Linked DNA regions of Gossypium hirsutum: all the other regions are linked to region 1. The links are chromatin contacts, called in public Hi-C maps. All regions are on one chromosome and are shown on one strand. The core of a region is the stretch at or near the end of the contact, and the rest is flanking DNA. Distances in the headings are between cores, read along the strand shown. Region 1 has its middle 33 kb from the start of LOC107922081. Region 2 holds the start of LOC107921006 (pentatricopeptide repeat-containing protein At4g14190, chloroplastic). Region 3 holds the start of LOC107922546 (MFP1 attachment factor 1). Region 4 has its middle 12 kb from the start of LOC107921460.

Region 1 (4,296 bases), core at 1,030-3,529:
AGAAATTTTTTATTTTTTTGGTACTTTTTATGTTGATTTTTCAGTTCATATTTAAAGTTCGTAACTGTCACTCTCAATAGTATTTTATTCAAGGTTTGAACCTCGTTCTCTCTTTAACAATATAATGCATTTTATCATTATATCTGTTGATAATAGAAATTTTTATTATAAGTGAAATTTTTTTTCTTAAAAGCAACATAAAATAAAGGTTAAATAAAAAAGAATTCTGAAAATATTTATTTTATTTTTAAATTAAATGAAGTATTATATATTAGTTAAGATGTAGATCCAACAATTATATTAATATTATGTAAAAAAAAAAAGATTTGGACCAAAAACTAAATTTATTATGGTCTATTTTTAAATATATAATATGTTATTTTATCAATACTATGGAATTTATAGCATACAAAAATTAAATAGTAAATACTAAAAATATGCTAACTTGTTTATGTTTAGAAATTTCATAAAATTAAAAATATTAATAAAATATATAATTACTAAATATTAAATAAAAATAAATCTAAAAAATGGGTAACTATTAAAAGAATAGTGAGTTTGAAATTTTTTTAAAGATTAATACATACGGAGGTACCTGAACTTGGTAATGTATACTTACTTGATACCTAAATTTTTTATTGAACCTAACTGGTACCTAAATTTTGAAACTGTCAGCTAACTTAATTTTTTTAAGGTATTTAACTAATGCTAATAAAACACATTGATGTGGCATTAATGATCTATAAACTAGTGAAACGAGGCAGCCTCATATTTTGAAATGTGAAATTTTTTTAATAAAATTTTAATAAATTTCTTTTTACCATGTGTTAAAATATGAGACTGTCTTGTGTTATCAGTTTATTAATCGTTAGTGCTACATCAGTGTATTTTAATGATATTAATCATTTACTTAAATAAATAAATAAATTAACTACAATTTTTGAAGATCGGATACCTTAACATATATACACTTTTTTGAAACCCGTTGGAATATAGAAACAAGGCTGTTGAAAAACTGGGTCAATTTGAGCATAAATATTTTGAAAATAAACTGGTTTGGGCATTTGGTTTTGGGTCCCCAAAAGCTCAATGGAAAACGTTAAAACAAAACAAGGCAGCCCAAATTTGAGACTACCAAAGTGATCCTTTAGCATCCAGCTTTTTTTTTTCCACAAAATCAGCCCAAATTTTCTCTAAACAAAAGAGAAAATTCTGGATTAATAGTGAATCAGTACTAATACCTACATACATATTTGTGAAAGTCGCAACCACCCACTTATTGATGTAAGAAAATACCTTACATATTGGGTAAAATTAGTAAAGGCAAATGAGCATGAAATTCAAGCCCATGGTGGCATAGAAATCTTCATTGTCTTCTTATATGGCTAGTTTGGATATTTTTCAGTGTCAATTGGTGGCTTAGGTTAAACAATTTGAGTTGCCAAATTGCTTCAAGAAATAACAAAAAAAAAAGGAATCTTCATTGTTAAGTGGTAGTTGTGATTATTATTAACAAATATAACATATACATCCAACAAATTTCAGCATAAAAACAAAGGCACTTGTTTTCTTAGACTCCTTTGGACAAATGAATCCTTGTTATTTTCATTTCAAACCCAATCTAATAATTTTAGATGAACACATTATTAAAAAAAAACATAATTAACCTTTATATCCCCCGAATTCTTGTTTAATTATTTTATATCTCAATTTTTTAAAATTTAGTTAAAATATTCTTTTTAATAGTATTGACATGATAACGTATAATAATCCTTATGTATTTTATAAAAATTAAAAATAAACAAAATTAAAAATTTTAATAAAATGTTTTTTAAAACTATTCATAGTAGCAATAAAATACATATAGATCCCACATGGGTTATCACGTTATTATCATTAAAATTTTAATAGTTCAATTAATTTTTGCATTAAAAAGAATAATTTAAATTAAAATATATAAGGATTAGGATTAAATTTAACATTATAAACATTTAAAATCGACATATAAATATATTAATTGGGAAAAAAGATAGGATTAATATGAAGTGTTGGGTATAAGAAAAAGATAAAAAGAGATTATAATGTAAATGGTGAGGAATGAATGTCAAAGGCGTAATGGAAATGGATTCATTGTGAGAATGACAAATGGTATTTTGATTTCTTTAATAAACAACGACAAATTATAAAGTGAAGAAAGAGATTCCATGTTATGACTAAAATTGGGATTCCCTGTCGTATACGATCACTACTTGGATTCCGCCTATCATGTGGCTTCAATATCACACGCTTAAAATATATGTATCCTTTAAACTATTTCTTCATTGACTAAAGTAATCATAAAATTTATATCTTAACGTAGTCATTTTGTGAGAATGAAATATGACTATAATAAAATTAAATAGGCATAACAGTGATTTGGTTAGATTAAATAAAATGAATATTGTAATGGTATTCATACGTTTAGTTGAGCAGAACAGATATGGAATGATCACAAATGATAATTTTACCCTTAGAAATAAAAAATATTTTAAGTATATTAATAATATATTGTAAAAATATTTAAATTAAATTATATTTTGTATTAAATTAAATAATTACTAATAATGAAAAATATAATTAAATAATAATTTTTAATATTAATTATATAAATGTTTTGATAAAAATATTATATAAATGCATATTATTACTCCATTTACCCCACCATAGCTTGCTCCCAAGCTTTACCACTTCCTTTGATATTTCATCGTACCATTATTACTCAACCATCACCCTAAAACCACCACAACCATCTACTCTGTTTCATCATTCCCACCATAGCAACCTAACGATTCAAAAGCCCCCATTACTCGAAGTCAAACCCAAATGCCAAATCCATCAAATTGACAACACCAGTAGCCGAAAGGATTCAAAAAATAAAGAGAACAGAGAAGCAAAGAAGAAGAAAGAAGGTGAAAGAGACGATCTTTAAAATTGACAACACCGACAACCAAAACGAAATGAATTTCAAGCTTCTCTGAGTTAAACCAAAGAAAATATTATATAATTTTAGGATTACTATATCCCCATCGCTAAAATTGGTTAAAGCTACTAACCTATTAACCAAAACGTGAAATCGAGAGTTACCCAGATCCAATCTTGATGAACTGAATCAAAGGAAATGGAGACGTATCATATACGTCCCTAGATCTTTGACATTGAAGACATATTTTGACAGCGAACTAAAAACTTTAGCGGTGTGGTAGATTTGAGGCAGACTAGGAACGAGAGTTTCGACACAGAGCAAAAAGTACCAAAACAGAGATGGAAATTAGGTGAACGAGTCAGAGATGAATCGATGGTTCTCAATGACAGAATCGAGGGAGGCACCACTTTTACTGTAACACTTTATGCCCAACCCGATCATCAAGTCCGAGTTCTGAATGTCATAATCAACTTGCATAACTTAACAAATTTTTAAACTAATTTAATTATGTACTTAGACATTATCAGATTTAAAATTTTAATTTCTACTCATGACATTTACGAAATAAATTTGTACAAAATTGATACTGTAATAAACTTGATAGTTATTTACAAAAATTTTAATGTAGACTTTGATACAGACATAACCGACATGATCCATGAGGTGTGGCCTCTAAGGGTGTCCCTTTATACGCATGTTATAACTGTCGCAACCTTAGCGCAATGTTGGCGGGGTCTGGCTTGGTCTTTTCCACTACGACTTCGATAATTTTGATCCTACATCAAAGGCAGTACAATAGTAAGTTCAGATGAACTTAGTGAGACTTTACACAATAAGTAACAAAGTATTATATTTCTGGGAATGAAATATAACTACCTGTGTATCTTAGGAAGTTTTGTTGTCTTGCTGGCGTAACCCAAGCTATGGAATCTCCAAACCAATCGTTTGGTGGGATTAGTTCCTGGATTAGATGTAATCTCCCCAACTCAGCCTAGACGTTAGGCCCGAATTCAGAATAGTATATTGGCCACTGAAATGGCCCAATAAGCTAACAGCGTTTATAAAACAATCATTTTAAAACTTTTATTTATCTGAGAAGAAAACTTAGCCTATCTCCAAAAAGAAATCATGAGTTAACAAAAACAGATTAAATTTAACATTTTCTTTATAACGGTGACTACTTTTGAAAACTTAGTTAATTTCCAATTTATTTACTACTCATAATTTACTTAAAATCTAGTAGCAGAAAACTGATATTCAACTTAGTTTCAATTAAGAAAAATCAGAATTATTTTATGCATAATTAATTCTAAATCTATGTTTCAATATCCTAA
Region 2 (4,296 bases), core at 768-3,267, 240 kb before region 1:
GAATAAGTAAAAGAACGAAGAAATTGAAAAGATCAAATTCACAAATTTTACGTGAAAGAACCCCTTCGATGAGGATAAAAAACCACAGGAAAATATAATTTCATTAAATCGACAAAAACGAAGAGCACAAATATGGAGATAAAAACTAAACCCCGAAACTCAAAAATAAGAACCCTAAAAATATAAACACACAATTCTCTGAAAGCTTGTAAAAGCTAATACTTAAATGTTTTATGGGTTAATCTTTCTAAGGTAGAAAGGAGCTTATTTATGGGCAAAATTTATAAGTAAAATAATCTTAAAATAATCTACACTAATCAAAGTTCGACTAGGACAAATAATCGGAATTTGACTGGAAGAAAAAAACTGAGAAAATTGCATGACACATCGCTACATCATGACGTCTCCTATTGTGTCGTCACAACGCCGTTTATTCTTTCCCCTGTCTCATCGTTGCATCATTGTGACGTTGCATGGCTCCTTGTCGTGACGTTGCTCTCTGTTTATGTCTTAATTTGATTGAAATGCAAGGCATACTCCACAATTCTCCACCTTGACTCGTATTTCCATAATGCTTTCTTTATCGATCCCGCCACGGGCCTATCTTGAACTTTGCAAGATATTAACTAAGTCCAAGCCATGCTTGAACTTTGAAATCGAAAGACTTCTAGTCTTTGACTTGTGGACTATCAAATCAAAATTGACTCAGGCCTGCTTTGCACGAATGTAGTGCTCTGTCTTTTCAAATCTTGTACCCAAAGCGAACTTATTCAAAATAGTCATACCTTTTTCTCTTCTATGACCAAATTGCCTTTACTTCAAACCAGTCGACTCTGACTCATTAACAGACAAGGGATTTGTTGTTTTACTAGTCACCGTTGAACCTTGCAAAACATAAAGATTGTCTGTCTTTTGACCATTCATCAGAATGAAAGCTCCATGAGAAACTTTAATGTCGTTTGACTTGATGTTAATTCTACAACCCTTCGAGTCTAGCATACTCAAGGAGATGAGATTCTTCCTTAAATCAGGTACATGTTTGACATCTAATAGTGTCCTATTTGTCTTGTTATGCATCCTGATCTGAGCGGTACCTACACCGATTGTCTTACTGGATGACCCGTTCCTTGAAAGCTTGTAAAAGTTAATACTTAAATATGTTATGGGTTAATCTTTCTAGGGTAGAAAATGACCTATTTATAGGCTAAATTCGTAGGTTAAATTATCTTAAAATAATCTACACTAATCAGAGTTAGATTAAGACAAATAATCGAAATTTGAGTTGAAGAAGAAAATTGAGAAAATTACATGACAAGTCGCCACGTCTCCACGTCCTTTATTGTGTTGTCGTGACATCATTTCTACTTCTCCTTGTTTTTTCATTGCGTTCTCGTGACATCGCATGGCTCCTTGTCACGATGCCGCTGTCTGTTTGTGTCTTAATTTGACCAAAATGCGAGACATATTCCACAATCAATTTATTTTTATATATTAGATAAAAATAATTATTCATTTAAGCGGTATGTAAATGTAAAATGGTTTTATATTGATAATTATGTTTGTATTGTGAAATATGAATAATAAATTTTATTATAAACTTAGACAAAATCAAAATTTATGTATAGGATTATGGATTTATCAAAATTAATGAAAAGTTTTGAGATTTTTTCTTTCTATTTATAAATTTTTTTGGTAAAATTTATAATGTTTTTTTAAAAAATTTATAGTCTCGGTTGAATGTAGCGTGTGGCTTGCGTCATTTAGTGGGTATACAAGGGTACACTATCACGTTCTTAATGTAGCCTTGACCTTAATGTGATTGCCTCTTAATGAAGACATGTATAGGTACATTATCCAAATTAGTAAATGAAACCCCATCAAAATGTGTAGACCCAATGCTAGATTAGTTTTCACTTTTATTGAAAGCCTTGTAGCCCAATCAAATCTACCAGTTTGACTGACCCCACTTACCGTACAGAACAAAAGGGCCCAATCTCATCTTTCTTCTCTTAGGTTTCCTCACTTTTTTTTCTTTGTTTTATTTTTCAATCGCTTAGGTTTCATGTTTATAGTAAATGAAATAAGAAATATTGGCAGTGGTTGAAGATGCGAGTGACTAAAAAAACTTTTAAGGTCTGTTTGATCGGTGGAATTAATTTTTTGAAAAATTATTTCCAACTTTTCCGACGTTTGATTGGCGAAAAATATTTTCTATTTACAGATTTTATTTCTGTAAGACATTTTCCATTCATTTTCTTGGGTCAGCCTCTCATTTCCTTCTCATTTCATTTCCTCCATCGATTCTCATCCAAACCCACTTCCCAAAATCAACCGGGCATTGTTCCTCTCTTCGCTCATCACCATCAATGCCGCGGCGATCGCCGGATGGTTGCTCTTCCAAAAGCCATACCATGCTTCTTGTTGAGACTTACCATCAACACCGGAGGCTCATGGCTTTAATTGAAAAGCCAGAGAATGAGGGCTCTTGCCCTATGCAAATACTTGGAGATGATGGAGATTGGACCAAAAATGATTTCTGGGCTACAGTTAAATTTCTCAAGCATGCCTTCAGATCCAATGAAATCCTCCAGGTTCCTTTCTTTTTGCTCTTTCTCTGTGTTTTAATAATTTTGTGATCTTAAAGTTCAGATTTTTACTAAATTTGGAAGTTGGGTTTTAAGGATGTAATGATGTATTATGATGCTTAATGAAAATGGGACCTTGTTTGGTCTCTGAGAAAGGATGGAAAAAGGAAAAGTTTGGTTAGAAAATGGATGGGAAAATACAGTGAATTTAGTCTTTACAGTTCAAATTTTTACTACATACGAAAGTTGGGTTATAAGTATATAATGATTTATTATTATGCTTTATCTGAACTGAATGAAAAGGAAAGTTTGTTTGGTCTCTGAGAAAGGAATGGAAAATGAGAAATTTGGGTTAAAAAATGGATGGGAAAAATATAGGAAATATAGATAGTCCTTAAAATTTAGATTTTTATTGAGTTTTGAAGTTGGGTTCTATGGTTGTAATGATTATTTTGATGCTTTATTTGAACCGAATGGAAATGGCACTCTGTTTGGTCACTGAGAAAGGGATAGAAAATGGATGGGAAAATACAGAATATTGCAAAACATGGGATGTTTTCTAGTTTTTCTATTCGATTATTCTTTGATTTTTTAATGGTTATGCATTTGTGAACAGGTTTTTCGTATGTGGAAGAACATAGATAAATCAAGAATCAATGAATTGAACTATGAAAAGATCATAAGATTGTGATGTGTAGCTGTTACGAGCATTTTTTGTTTATACATTTTGAGTTGGCTCAAGATTTCTTATACTTCTTTCTTATGCTTATTGATTTGTAATTTCAATGATTGTTTTCTGACCTTGTTTGATTGATTCTGGTGTGAATCCCAACCAGCTTCAGTCTCAGGTTGCTTCTTGTACTATCGCATATTGATAGGGAATTATTGTCTATAACAGGTTGCTTCTTCAGCTTCAGCCTTAGTCTCAAGTTGCTTCTTCAATTTAATGGTTGAGAATAAGGATGCATAGGCTTTAACAGGTTGGTTTGTGCTGCCATTGTGTGCCCAAAGAAAAAGGATAACCCAGATACCTGCTTAAAGTTTTGCATTGTTTTGGAGAGTGATTATTGATTCAAGAGAGAGAACCATTACATGATAAGGTTTTTCTCGAAAGGGTTTGATGATAAAAGACTCCAGGCCATAATGGCCATTGATTTTTTAGGTTAAACCCGTCTGTAATAGACACTGAAGCATTTTAGAGGTGAAAATATTTTTATATAGTATGGCAGGAAAATCGCCTATCCCTTTCAGCTCATCCTTGACATGTAATTGTACTCTTTAGTATAGGTCGAAAAAATGTTTGAAGTGGTTCAAGCAGATAAGGACGAGAAGACCTGCACTGAATGTGTTGATCTAAAATACAACTCACCAAAAGATTCAGGGTAATGACTGACACCTATTCTGTACTTTGAAGCTGAAATGTAATGGTAGCAAACTATATGCTTGTGCGTGCCATCTCACTGGTGCATCGCGGTGTAGAAAAATTGGCTGCATCATTTTGAGGAGATTTTTGTTGTTTTATCATTTGCTTTTGGACTATTTTTGATATTCTTACTCATCTAACCATAAATAACTAGTGTTTTTGAGAACTTGAAACATCAAACTGGTATTATTGACTTGGAATCATCCTCTTGCGAGTGTTTTGAGGCTTCAACGATGACATTCTCCAACGAAGATCAAGTTTTGCTCGTGGTCAAGGAAACTCCAGTTG
Region 3 (4,296 bases), core at 492-2,991, 200 kb after region 1:
TGTATTACTTCAATCAAGATGGTAGCTGTAGGTGTTGGATCAAGAAAGCCGACAGAAATTTGACTGCATTGTGATGGCAACTAGATCCTACACACTTACATTGATATGCTTTTCTAAATGTTCAATAAATGCAAAAACTGCAGATTGATGATTGGTAGCAACCATAAGAAAAAAAAGTATGAAGCAACTCAACATTGAAATGCAGCAAGAAAAGAAATTCACTATTCAGAAAAAGAAAATGACATTCAAATCACCCAAAGAAACATACTGTGAAGTGTAAACATATGTTACATAATTACTAAACGTGAAAATAGCTTGAGAACTAAAAACACGAAGACTTCGCTAAAGCATGTGTCTATATTCAATTCATATAAACTGTATGCTCAGATGACCGAGAGACTATACATACCAGTTCATAAGAACATGCAGTTTCCATGAAGATCTACTCATAGTTGTTCTTTAGCATTTATACTATCCCTTGGAAGTTAGATTCTAGCTCACAGCAGATATCTCTTTTAACTTTCACATCTTGATGGCTCTAGTATACCTAAGAATCTTTCCTAATACATTAAGATTTTGAATCAACAATTACTTTTTCTTTTTCTAAAAAGGGATTACAATAAATGCAAATTGAAGAAATATTAAGATTTAAGACCATATATAAGATCTATATAAAATACAGAAACCTCTATTGCATAGAACCTCATCTACACATCAACTCGTACAAGACTTTCAAGTTTCAACTTGATTGCTCTGGTTTGTTGAACAGATGAAGGAGGAACACTAAGTGAATAAAGGTACAGAATGCTTATGAGTTAGTTGGGAAAAATCGTTAATGAAGAAAATATCTAGCACCCTTTAAGCTGCATTTGGCACTGTATCTATGAATAAAGCAACAAAAACCAAGAAACTCATAAAGATCAAGCACATTTCCACAATACAGAAAACCCTCAAAAAAAGAAGAGATAAAGAAATGGTATTACAGTTACAGATTTTATTATCGTCGTATATAGGCAATTAAGCATCTCGAAAAATCCAGAGCCAACCAGACAGATCTTTAAAAACCCTAGCAAGACCGATCATCAATCTAAAGAAAAGCCCTACAGAGAGAGAAAGAGAGAAACGAGGATCCTCAAACTCAAGCCTCCGCCTTCACGGACGACGATGAAACCTCCTCACCATTCGCTGCTTCCGTGGCTGACGGAGCATCGGCGGCGGCACCAGTAGCAGCGCGAGATTTGACAGTATCGAGCATACGCTTGCTGATCTCCTTGGAATACATCTGAAGGATCTCGATGCCATCATCGTCGGGGGAGAAGGCCGCACCGGCGACTGAGAAAGCTTCCCCCTCGATAGATTTGGCCAGGGAGGAGGCCTCGTCCTCAGGGATGGTGCCGTAGCGTTTGGAAAGTACAGATTGGGAAGAGAGCGTCTCGACAAGACGGTTGATAACGGCATCGCGGGTTCGTTGAGTGGGGGGCCAAATTCGGAGAGTAAGGTTATTGAGCTTGGCGGCGGTTTCATCTATTTGCGATTGAGCCTGGGTCTGGTGGGGCTCCGTTTCTGCGGTGGCTGAGTCTTGAGCAGTGGTGGTAGATTCAGTTTCGGCCATTTCTTTTGGTTTGGAACTTTTGGGCAGTGACCGGAGAGTAATGGGGGGATTTCGAGTTTGCGAGGGGAAGTTCTTTTAAGCCAATAAAAAATTAAAACAATAATTAGTAATTAGTATATAAGAAAGGGGATTGAATATGGGCCGAGCAACTTTCCCCATTTATATCTACATTTATTTATTATTTAAAGATAAGTAAAATATGTAAAATATTCTAAAAATTTATATTTGTATAATATTTAAAAGATTAATATCTTGCATATCCATACTTTCTATAATTATTTATTTATATTATAAATTTATTAAAAATAATGTTATTTTGAGTTCTATAATAAATAATATGTATTTTGTAACTGCTTTGTAAATATATTTATTTATTATTTATAATGTTATAAGTGATTCAGTAATATTTTTGTTTCGGTAGAATTATATATAAAGTAATTTAAATATATTTTAATTAATAATAAATTAATTATTATTTAGTTTAAATATTATATTAATAAAATTTTATCATAATTACAAATATCACGGTCAAATTATCATAAAATATTTAATGTGTCAGTTCAAGATAAACCTACAAAGAAACTTTTTATTTAATGTCATGTATCATAATGTTATTAATAACATATTTTTTTATGATTTTGGTTTGAATATAATACTAATTTTTTTATAGATAATATAATACTAAATTATGGCACACACATTATGTATAAAAATTAAATATGACTTTTGGTTAAAATGATAAAAATCAGAGGATAAATATTAAGATGCCTCGATTTAAATCCCATCGTAAGCATATAATTTTTTATATTTATTAAAATATAAAAAACATAAATACCTTTAAATATAATATATGTTGTTTTCCAAAATTCGAATTTTAACATCACTTTTTTTCTAATTGCAACGTCTAGAGGACTTGTAAGCAAAGCTAAATCACCATGCTCAAGTTATCTATTTGACTAATTGTATAAAAACTACATTCATTAACACCCTGTTTGATTCAATGTAATTACAACTCAATTCTATGAGCCCACCACAAACCCTTGTTTAATTAAATGGAATGCCACTGAATAGAGGTTGAATAGCATTCTTTGCCCCACCCTCTGAATTGTCATTCAGAGCACAGTAGGAATGTTGAAAGATTACCTTCCCCCCCCTCATTTTTTCATCATCATCCTTTCTGCAGTTTCAACTACAACATCCACCTTCAATACCTTCTCCATTTACAAAGCCTTAAACACCATTGCCCCTCACCAACTTTTTTAATCTTTTCCTCATAGGAATAGAGATCATAGAAATTTCTTAATTAGGGGCAAAATCTTCAACAAGGAAAAAATCCAGACTCAATTTAAGACCTTGGCATCGTTCATTTCAATTTTGGGTTCGAGCATCTGATATTTATACTGGCTATAAAGTCCCTTCTTTATCTTCTTCTTCTTTTTATTATTCTTCTTCTTGTTAATTTGATAGTTTTTGATTGTTGGGTAATTATTGAAATGATAGGTGTTTCAACTTCGAGTGAGTTTTGTGAAGGATCCACAAAAGCAACATGTGTTATGATATGGGTGGGTTTTTCCTTAAGGTATACACATTGATTGGTTTGAAAATGGTTCAAATTTAAATGGGTTTCTTTCTATTTTTTTTAGTTTATTTACTATTTGATTCTTATTGATTGATTTACTTGTTCTTAATTCTTTAAATTACAGTCTTCGATTTCGTGTTCTTTCAGTTCAATTAAAACGGGTTTGTCTGTTTTTACTTTTTCTGTACTGCTTGATTCTTATTGATTGTCCCTTTTGTTGATTTTGTTGTTCTTAGGTCTTTGCAAATTATAGTCTTTTCTTTTGTGTTCTTTCAGTTCAAATTTAAATGGGTTTGTATTTTTTAAAATTTTTTATACTATTTGATTCTTATTGATTGCTCCTTTTGTTGATTTTACTGTTCTTAGCTATTGACAAACTACACAGCATTTGCTTTTTGTGTTCTTTCAGCTAAATTAAAGACTAAATTTTACATGTATGTTCAAATTTGTTTATGTTCCTTTTGAAATCTTGTTTTACTTACTGATATTTCCCTTTTCACTTTTGTACTAAATACTTTTATAAGTAAATATATCATGGAGGCTCATGTACTAGTAGTCAGATTGCGTTTTGCCCCATTTACTCAAAAAATGCGCAAATTAGTCCCTGTACGTTAGGTCAAAGAGCAAATTAGTCATTTTTGTAAAAAACTTCATTCATTTCTGATGTTAAAAATTGGCGTGGCTAACAGAATAACCGGACAAATACACGTGGTGTGTCACGTGTACCCCATGTTGACGTACAATGACCAATTTTTAATAGTACAAATGGATGAAAATTTTAACAAAAGGACTAGTTTTCTCTTTGATATAATGTATAGGGACCAAATTGTTTAATTTTTTAGTAGAGGGAGCAAAATGCAATCTAACTCATAGTACAAGGGCCTTCATGAAACTTTTACCTACTTTTATTCCCAATAATCGAGTCATGGATGTTGTTCATTGGTAGGGTGATATACTGTAATTTGTTGATGATTCTATTTTAATTGCTTGGTGGATGTTTGAATTGAATTAGATTGCTCAAATTATTGGAAAACCGAACCTAGCCCCAGCAGCATGGGTGAAAAGGCTTGTTACTTTGTGTGATCAAGCCCCAACAACACCTTTA
Region 4 (4,296 bases), core at 738-3,237, 160 kb before region 1:
GCCGGCCTTTGTAGTACAAAATTTAACCATATAGTGCTTGTTTCAAAATCATTTTCCAAAGGTAGCCTCAAAAACACATTTTGGCAATTTGTAAATCTACTCAAAACATTACAAAACCAAGCCAAAACATACCATAAATCAACTTCTTAATCAACTAACTAACATGCCTCAATGGTACCAATACACAATGATCATTTCAATCTAAACAAACTATCAAACAATTAGGTACCATTCTCATCAAATTATTACCATTTGTACAAACACATTTAGCCATTCAAATGCGTTAATTATAACCTATGATATTACCTTTATACTCAATTATAACATGCCAATTAAGCATTCAATTCAAATGCCTTTTAAGGATTAAAGTCATCCTTATTCCAAGTAAACTCTTATACACATCAAAACTATATACATATCATATGCACATTCAACACAAGCATTATATATATGAATCATTTCACTATCATCCCAAAATAAACACTTAAACACATTAAAACCTAAACACATGCCACATAATCGATTCCAGGATGATTCAAAGTCTATCGAGTCAGAAGCTGGATAGTGTAAGCTCTAGAGTGATTCGACAGACACGTTCTATAAAATGCCAACTATAGAAACAGAAAATGAAATAGAGTAAGCATTACGAATGCTTAGTAAGTTCATAGGAATTAAAAAAAGTAAAGTCACCTCGATCACTATTATTATACAAATTTAGCTACTACATGACTTTCCTAGTGCCACATTTAACAATAATAAGGTGAGATCATCAGATGCAGTCTTAAAGTAATTCCATTTATACAGTATCATTCAACTCAATTCAATGTTGTTTAATCAGTTTCATCAAATATTTATATACTTCAGTTGTATCATCCTATCATTATATAACATATCATTTTTGGAACACCTGTCATCATTTTAGTCATATAGCATTTCCAATTTATACAATTCAATCCAAATAAATACCATTTCATCGAACCATTGAGCATAATAAGAAACATTTACATCATTCCAATTTCATTTAACCATTTCCAATCACAATATACAATATCAAATATCAATTAGGCCATTCCTTTTAACCTTAATCATTTAACAGATATAAATCATTTAGCAAAAACAATTTCACCTAACATGGCACAACATAGCAACTTTAGCAAAGTAAGATTTGATATAACATCAAAATTATAATTCTCAAATGGTATTAAACCAAGTTTAACCTGTAACAACCTATTTTTAGGGAAATCGAAATAGTGGTTTCGGGATTACAAATATGACGTGAAAATATTTATTTTATTATTATTTTAATTTCTACAGCACATTAGTATTATCGTATAAAAATTTGGTTAAGAAATTTTACCGTTTGCATGCTTAATTCGATAAAAAGGACTAAATCGCATAGGGTGTAAAACTTGAGTTCTATAAGTCAAAGGGATTAAATAGCTATTAAATTAATTCGTAAAGAGGTTTATGTGGTAAATATACCATTTTTTATGAGTGGACAATTATGGACGATTTAATGGTTTTATAATAAGGTTAATTAAGTAAAAAAACAAATTAATTAAAAGTATCATCTTCCTAGCCTATAATTGATCAAAATTAAAGAAACTCCATCTTTAACACCTTGAAGTTTCAGCAATGGAAGTCTTTGCATGAGATCAATTTTGAGGTTAGTTTTTAATGATTTTTATGCTTTGGGATTGTTATAATTTTTTTTTTTTGATAAAAGGACTCGAGAGTCAAACTTCAATTAATGGCATCATTCAATACAATTTCATGGATATCCGTCGGATAATCCATATTAAAAACCGTAGAACAATTATTCATTTTGGCCCAATTGCAAAGAGCATTAGCAACCTTATTACAACAACGTGGGGCCCAATTAAAATTGAACTGATTAAAAAAATTCGTTTGCATCTGGATTTCCCGCAAGCGATGGCCCGACATCGTCAGATCTTCCTGCCTTCTGTTGAACCGGTTGACAAGACTTGCACAGTCAGACTCCAACTCCACTAAATTCCAATTTTTAGACCGAGCAAATTTAATGCTCTCTTCCATGGCCTGCATCTTCTCCCACTCAATTTGCAACTCCTTATTCACAAAACCCATGCTCCCACCAAGTACAAAACCATCATCATCCTTGGCCACCAACCCGTAGTAAGCAGACTTCCCATGAACAGAGGCGTCAAAATTTATTTTTATCATACCCTGAGGCGGCTTCTTCCAGGTTTTATTCTCCGGCTTTCTCGAAAGTATCGGGTCTTCCAAAAAGTTACAAATCCGGAAGTCTTTGCTCAAAGTCGCTGCCCGGTCCTAGGTAACTTTAGCGTCTTCCTCAAACCCCTGAAGATACTATTATTTCTGCTATTCCAGACATTCCAAGGGACAGTGATAAAAGACTTAGTTTGGACGGGTGGTGTGTTTAGCTCCGATGAGGTTAAAAATAGCGGTGGCGATGAGATTAGTTACTTTAACGGTGAGATTGGATACTCTAGCAGTGAGATTAAAAATAATGGTGAAGTGTGTGTTTGGATTCAAACGCAGCTGTAGCAGTGAGATGAGAATAAAAAATAACTATTAAGGACATCATTTTAAAATTGATATATAATAAAATTTTTTAAATTATTTTACTTTTATAAAATTATTAAAATATGTGAATTTATAAATTAATTTAATAAAATATTAAAATATATTTTTTAATATTTTATTATAAATATTTTAATAAATTATATAATAAATTTAAATTATTTAATAGATAAAATATATTAAAATTGTATTTATATTAAAAAATTATTAGAAATTATATTTATATTGATTAATAAAACATATTAATATTAATCTATGATTAAAATAATAATAAAATAAAATTAACATATATAATTTTTTTAAAAGGATTGCAGGGGCAAAAAAGAAATTACTCCTTTCACTGGTTGCCCAGTTCACCCATTGCCCTAGTTCACTCCAGTTGAAAATTGAGCAGAAGTGTGATGAGATGGTGGAGATGCACCTCACCATTAATAATCTAAACAACAAAAAGGGTACAATAAAAATGCATATGCTTTAAAATTCCATCTCACATCCAAATGGAGCCGAAGTCAGACACCGCCTTGGTATCCAGTACTCTCGCAACATCCTCAATCCAGTCAGCACAACAGAGATAATTCCCATTCAGAATCTTGTTGTCAAAACCTCCAGCCTTCAACACCTTATGAGCCTTCGGGTAGTCTTTCAGAGCATGAATGAGAGTTTCCCTCTCTTTCCCCCATCTCGGGCAGCTATCATCAAAACCAGTGTGAAAACTGAATATTTTTTCATATGTAGGCAGCATATTATGGCCGAGTCTCCAGCAAAATATGTGAATTTTCGGGAGGGTTTTTAGCTTCCAAATAATTTTCCAAAAAATCCTGTGAGGCCCACAGCCAATCTGCTTGAGAATCAGCCACGAATAAGCAGATTTAGAGGAAAACACCCCATGCGGGTTATGGAACCAAATACGACGATCATTCGGGCCATTATGAATAATGGGAATATTTCAGATTTGGTCCCCTATATTTACACCATAGATACTCCGACACCTTATCTTTGTTCCAGCCATCTTTGCTATCATTAAACAAATCCTTCACGTAAACCTTTTTCATCATACTTTTGTCCATGCAGATAGAATTACCCGACAAGCCTTCGAACCCCCAGTTTTCGTGCCAAATATTAATATTTCTGCCATCACTAACATACCACCCAAACCCCTCGTGAAGCATTTTAGCAGCCTGAGCAATGCTCTGCCACGTGAAGGAGGGCTTGTCTATGCATTTTGGAAGGAAGACGTTGCCATCAGGAAAATACTTAGCACTTAAGACTTTATAACAGAGGGTATCCTTACAGTGAATGAGACGCTATACCTGTCTACCCAACAGAGCAACATTAAACAACCTTAAGTTCCTAAACCCAAGGCCGCCCATACCTTTAGGATGACACATCCGGTCCCAAGGCAACATGCTCTAGCCCCTTTTATTCTCCCCCCTTCCCCACCAAACCCGCCTTATCATAGATTGGATCTCCTCGATCACCCCTTTAGGAGCCATAAAGACCGAAAAAGCGTAAGTTGGGAGCGCTTGGAGAACGAACTCCTTGCCGCCATTAGACAAAAGCCGTTTCGACCAACTGTTGATTCTGCTCACCAAGCGGTCCACGACAATCTTAAAAATACTTGATCTCTTTCTAGTCGCAGGGATGGGAAGACCTAAGTAGCCGTCGAGCTTCTCCAGAATTTTCATCTTGAGTAAACTCCCCAATGTCGTGCGA

Evidence for each region. A called contact is a pair of places that touch in the nucleus more often than the background predicts.
Region 2: a contact with region 1 is called in a Hi-C map of leaf, with 2.5 times the contacts expected there. The contact joins the promoter of LOC107921006 here to the enhancer-like site in region 1. A contact is called at or near these places in 2 of 34 Hi-C or Micro-C datasets (leaf and petal).
Region 3: a contact with region 1 is called in a Hi-C map of leaf, with 4 times the contacts expected there. The contact joins the promoter of LOC107922546 here to the enhancer-like site in region 1. A contact is called at or near these places in 5 of 34 Hi-C or Micro-C datasets (all in leaf).
Region 4: a Hi-C map of leaf shows a contact between it and region 1, with 4 times the contacts expected there. The contact joins two enhancer-like sites. A contact is called at or near these places in 2 of 34 Hi-C or Micro-C datasets (both in leaf).

What each region holds. Positions count from the first base shown.
Region 1 is chrD01:20,858,989-20,863,284 of Gossypium_hirsutum_v2.1, reverse strand. No RefSeq gene overlaps it. Among protein-coding and RNA genes, the nearest start is that of LOC107922081, 33 kb to the right of the region's middle. Within about 2 kb of position 2,279, at least 2 of the 9 cell types and tissues checked have an H3K27ac peak or open chromatin away from gene starts, as enhancers often do. A contact at or near this core is called in leaf, where this site is marked.
Region 2 is chrD01:21,095,287-21,099,582 of Gossypium_hirsutum_v2.1, reverse strand. It overlaps LOC107921006 (pentatricopeptide repeat-containing protein At4g14190, chloroplastic), which reads left to right and starts at 2,017. Exons shown (of 2, transcript XM_016850858.2): 1 at 2,017-2,591; 2 at 3,484-4,296. The coding sequence starts at 2,367. The coding sequence ends at 3,555.
Region 3 is chrD01:20,661,083-20,665,378 of Gossypium_hirsutum_v2.1, reverse strand. LOC107922546 (MFP1 attachment factor 1) reads right to left here and starts at 1,741. Exons shown (of 1, transcript XM_016852629.2): 1 at 967-1,741. The coding sequence starts at 1,612. The coding sequence ends at 1,139. LOC107921189 reads left to right here and starts at 2,605. Exons shown (of 5, transcript XM_041087295.1): 1 at 2,605-3,174; 2 at 4,204-4,296. The coding sequence starts at 3,106.
Region 4 is chrD01:21,016,917-21,021,212 of Gossypium_hirsutum_v2.1, reverse strand. No RefSeq gene overlaps it. Among protein-coding and RNA genes, the nearest start is that of LOC107921460, 12 kb to the left of the region's middle. Within about 2 kb of position 1,987, at least 7 of the 9 cell types and tissues checked have an H3K27ac peak or open chromatin away from gene starts, as enhancers often do. A contact at or near this core is called in leaf, where this site is marked.